2 separate regions of the Zea mays genome follow, and region 2 is linked to region 1. Evidence: chromatin contacts called from public Hi-C data. All regions are on one chromosome and are shown on one strand. Each heading gives the region's core, a stretch centred on a gene start, on an enhancer-like site or on the middle of the called end of the contact. The rest is flanking DNA. Distances are from core to core; before and after follow the strand shown.

The links. A called contact is a pair of places that touch in the nucleus more often than the background predicts.
Region 2: a Hi-C map of seedling shows a contact between it and region 1, with 6 times the contacts expected there. The contact joins the promoter of LOC100279038 here to the enhancer-like site in region 1. A contact is called at or near these places in 4 of 25 Hi-C or Micro-C datasets (ear, leaf and seedling).

The regions. Positions count from the first base shown.
Region 1 is chr1:166,374,133-166,376,832 of Zm-B73-REFERENCE-NAM-5.0, reverse strand. No RefSeq gene overlaps it. Among protein-coding and RNA genes, the nearest start is that of LOC103640494, 3.7 kb to the right of the region's middle. Within about 2 kb of position 1,367, at least 16 of the 20 cell types and tissues checked have an H3K27ac peak or open chromatin away from gene starts, as enhancers often do. A contact at or near this core is called in ear, leaf and seedling, where this site is marked.
Region 2 is chr1:166,457,458-166,460,157 of Zm-B73-REFERENCE-NAM-5.0, reverse strand. LOC100279038 (Nucleobase-ascorbate transporter 3) reads right to left here and starts at 1,385. Exons shown (of 15, transcript XM_008663185.4): 1 at 119-1,385; 2 at 1-36.

The DNA.
Region 1 (2,700 bases), core at 118-2,617:
ACACACTATTCTACTTTCTTCGTTATAACCTGAATGTAGTATATAACTATCTCTCTCATATGATTTAAGGTAATATACAAATATATTACATATATAAATATATGAACTTAATTAGTTTTGTCTAAATTATAATTATTAAGATGGAATTCAATTCCAACGAAACAAACGGGGCCTTTGGGATTTTTGAGAAATTTCAACCAGAGATGCATTGATGTCAAGGAAGATTCAATTCAATTAAGAGGAGTATTATGAGTTGATACTTGTTTTTAACATACACCTCTTCAATCAATGGCCTCATGCATGCACGCATGCATACAAGGATGGATGCAAAGAAAAATTTAGGAGAAGCTAAACCAAACCGTAATCTCACTAAATCGCTTACAATAGACAAATGTAATAGTTTAAAGTAGTTTTATATTAAAACATCGATGAACAATGAATGTCATAAATGCAAGCGTGCAAGCGAGGTTCCTGGTTCGTTAGATTATGATGTAATTATATATCACATTTAACACTTAAACCTTTCCACCACGAGCTGTAGATTTATAGAAAACCACCTAACAAACCACAATCATACCTACAGTTAGATCATGATCTAACGGATTAAGAGACTCGCTTGCACATACGGTCTGATTGCATATTAGTTGTTGCCCTTAGAGGAAGCTTTTTTAAGAGGCTATGAATCACGAGCGGTAGGGGAGCTTGAGCCCCACTCTCCCCACGGGTTCATCCATCCCTTGTACATACGTGCATGCACGCATGCATACATTTAGAGGAAGAATCAGTATTAGACATGCTACCGAAAGAGACATGTGCTTTGGTAATTCAGTTAGCGCATGCAGTCGGATGAAGCTGCCGAGCAGAGCTCATAAAATTCGATCCGAGACGACGACGACGACAACAACAATAACGAACGAACAATCTAGCTAGCTAGCACTCTAGCAGTAGCACCTTGCATCTGCTGCCACGCAAGCAAGCTCGAAACGACATGGATCAAGCCGGAGAGCAGGCATGGCAAGCACAAGCACAAGCTAAGCCCAACGGGAGCGGGAAAGGAGGGTGGTCCAGCTCACAGCCTCACACACACACACGGATGACGACAAGGAGAAGGGGATCTCCAAATCTCACTCTGTGAGTAGTCTGACTGTCACTTGACATGACTGTCCAGACCATTCATTCATTCATTCATGGACTGTTAAGCTGTCGAGATCACAAAAAGTCGACCAGGGAGGACCACGAACGAGGAGTCCGATCGATCGACTGACTGACTGATTGAGCTGCCGCATGCCCAGCAGGCCGGCCCAGGCCCAGCTGCCAGGCCTGGATTAGATTGGACACGACACACGATCGACAAAAGTGCGTGGGGGCCGGGGATGGATGGACATGGACCCCGACCTATATGCATATATGCTTGCTGGATGCTAGCTGAATAGCATAGTACAAATGCTCATGGATTGGATCCACAGGTTCACAGATCTACTACTGGTAGGTATCATCTATACTACGTACGCATGCAGAGGCCGGGCTGGGCTGGGCTGTTTGTATCCGGCTGATTGGTTGCTCGGTTGGCCACATCCAGAACCGCCAGATGCATTGACCGTCGATGAGCACTTGATTGGTAAACTGCATGTCACGGTTCGAATTTGTATACGCGGGTGCAGCTCAGGATTAGGTCACCGTGCATTCGGCTGCATCAGCGGGAAAGTGAGATGCGCGCGTTCGAACCGATGCAGGCCCTCGTGAGCCAGGAGGCTAGGCTGCCGCCAACCAATCACGCGATATGTGTTGTGTGCAGCTGCAGCTGTTTGTTGCTCGTCGATCTCCAGTCAGAGAACACAAACAGGTACGGTACGGCGTAAAGAAAGAGGATGCAGAGAAACGGCATCATCATGGTACCCCCACAGATACTAAAATGATGCAGGGCGAGAGATTCCTGATGCAGCACAACGTAGGGTCGAGACTCGAGCGGAGTCAGCACCATGTGTCGAAAGCAAAGCAAAGCAAGGTTCATGGTCTGTGACAGGCTGAAAGCCTCTGCGCTGCCATGTGTACTTGCATGGTACGTGCGAAGACGAAAGCCTTGTTGCTGCATGTGGTTTGTTTATTACTGGCTACTGTGCGTTCATGAGACTCGCCATCTGCATAGTTTTGCCGGGGGGGGGGGGGGGGGGGGGGGGGGGGGGCGCTATCACCGCAATTAACTAACTACATATGAGTTATCGATCTTCTCCGTCAGATGATCCGGTCCTTCGAATCTATTGCCAAACCTAGATGCCGACATCGAACGGACAACAAGAAGAAAAAAAAAAATGACTGATTCTATATTCTTCAACTCCACTCCTGCTTACATTGTTTTCCTTTTTTTTCCCTCCTTCTGAAGCTTTAAATCATTCTGCAGAGTGAGCCCTGCTAACCGCTGTATCTCATGTTATATTCATGTTCTTTTATGTTATACAAAAGGATCGGTATTGTAAATATGTATATACTAATAATTTAAAAAACACTATAAAGGATATATATATATTGATATTTAGAGCCCTGAGGTTCCAATAGCTGGATGAAAGCTCTGACCCGATGCTACCATCCGGTTCAACCGCACCACCTCAAACGACACAGGTCTCGGGCGTCTATAAAAGCAGGCCAGACCCTAGGGATTAGGGTTTTGATTTCTGGCGGCAGTTGCGATTGCATGAGGCGCGA
Region 2 (2,700 bases), core at 136-2,635, 83 kb before region 1:
CAACAGGACAAGCAGGGGATTTTGTAGCCTTGCGGCCTGCGGGGGGGGGGGGGGGGGGGGGGATCAGGAGAAGATTGCGAATTCGAAAACACCTAGTAGGCTAGTACTACCACTTTACACCTGGTTTAATCGCCGGTTTCTTTTTAGCAGCCGTGTTGATTTGCTTCCTTCCTGGTTACTCTACTGGATCACAAGCGTCCAAAGCAGAAGCGAGGCACCGCTCTGGCCGTGTGCTCGGTCGACGGCTGGACGCTGAAGGGGAAGTGCTGGTGTTCCACTGCTGGGAGGCGAACAGCAAGCAGTACAGCAGCAGTGGTGCTGTTCTCGTTCTGTGCTGGAGTTGGATGGCTGGACTGGACCTGCTGGTTGATGGGGTGGATCTGGGCTGGGCAGGACGGCTGATGAGAGAGAGAGGGCTGGATGGACTGCATGCATTGACAGTTCTTGTTTTGGGGAAGGGAGTATTGAATGCAGCAGATTCCCAGGATGGTGAGTGAGGGTGTCTTGTAGCATTGATCGCTGTGTGGGCAGGGCAGCAGTGGTGACGGTGGGTCAGTTCCAGGCAGGCCGCTTCCTCCTCCCTCATGTCTCTCAGTCTCATCATCAGTAGGAGTACGTCCGAGAACGACCGACTTGTTTGAGATTGGTGTAGTACTAGTTCTTGTTTTCCTTTCCTTTTTTTCTCGTAGAACACAGTCCCTATATTATTTTTATAATATTTTTGTCTCTATAGATTATAGATACAAAAGTCCAAATAACTGGCTTTAATCAAGCGAACAACCCCGAGAACCTTCTGGTTCTTGAATCTTGACCTTCATTCACGGTTGTGCACCACGGGCATTCTTCGTTGGACGGCGTGTTTGGATCATCCAGACACAGGGATGGTATGTACAACCCTGATTTTTTAAGTATAAGATACAGTTAAAAAACTATATGATTCAACTCAGAGACTCTAAACCTAGATGCAGAAAATAATATATATAGAGAGTCGTGTAGAGACAATTCTTCGCGAAAAACTGGCTTCTTATATTTTTTAATTAGTCTCCTAGAGACCTTGAAAAGAACACATTTATTGTGTGATTGACGCCCTCTCATCAGTAGCTAGCAGTGGCAATCAAGGATGAACACCCCACGACCCTGTCCTGGGTGTCACTGCCCTACGGATCTCTTTGTTACAGCTTTTTCTGAACGGTGCTAGTGTCTGTAGCACTTTCGATCCGTGGGGTGGTCGTGCCAGGTCGGATGAGGTGTGAGTTTTTGGCCGCTTGCTAGCTAGCTCTGAGTGACCGTCGAAAGGTGTCTCCCTGTCCCTGCTCTGCTCTCACTACTTCAGGGTCCAGTCCACACAAAAGCATGTTCCTTCTTAATCTATTTCCAGCAAATTACCATATAAAAGGGTAACTAATATATGTACACTGTGCATTATATGATGCAAAACAGTATAAAATAATATTTTGTGTAAGGTGAATTGCTAGACACGACCTTATTAGACGGTGCGCATTCTCTTTCTTATGGTTTTGTTTTAACCATAAATAACATTCAATTTGTTCCGGAAAACTTCATATTCCTAACACGGTAATTTTGTTTATTAGAAAAAACAACAAAATGATTCACTTATTTTTTGGAAGTGGATTAATAGGTTTAGTAAGGATGTGTTTGGTTTGAGAGATGAGGTGGTACATCTTCTTCTCACTCCTTATTTTTTTATTTGGTTTGTGGAATAAAATAAGTTGATTCATCACCACCTCATTCCTCATAAGCTAATAATTAGTATATACATGAGGAATGGATTGATTCCACCAAAATTTATGAGATGAACTCATGATACATCATCTTATGAAGCATAGGGTGACTCTACCAACCAACCATAGCATAAGTAACACACCGTACACTACACGTCACGATAAAAATAAAGTAGAATTGGACGCCTACGATGTAATTTACTAGTAGTACATGTTTTCTGTATTGCCAATATGTCGGTGAGCGTTGACATATGAAAAGGGGGTGATAAAAGTGCCAACAACACGCATGACACGAAATTTGTAATAAGTCTCTCATGTCTCCCTTCTCGTTCCTTCATTCTCTGGATTATCTGGGGTATATACAACTCATAGCTCTCGGACCAATTTTCTAAATATAAGAGGCAACTAAGATATCGTATGATATAACTCTGAGTCTTTAAATTATAAATGTAGTTAAGAGATAATATGTATAGAGAGTTGTACAGAGACCAGCTCTTCGCATAGATCATGTCCCTTATACTTCTTTTAGTTAACCACTATAGGCCTCTCAAGAGACCCCATATTTAGACCTATTGAAATGTAAGGTCGGGTCAGATTAAGGTCGAATCATGGGTTGTTTAGCATGGCTCGTGTCTCGATTCGTGCCTAGTGTCGGGTCGAGTTGGTTGGTGCCTCTCTGTTGGACATGTCGGGTTGGGTCAGGTTTTTTGGCTTTAGGACTGATTTTTTCGATTTTTGGGTAAAAAAAGCATGGCATGTGCCCAGCCATAAATTATTGCAGGTCAAAAATTATGGCTCGTACTCGCCCATTGTATTGGTCATATCAGGGTTTTTTTGGCTTTAGGACAGATTTTTTGGGTTTTGGGTAAAAACTCATGGCCCGTGTCCTGCCATAAATTATTGCAGGTCAAAACCTATGGCTCATACTCTCTCGTTGTATTGGTCGGGTCGAGTTTTT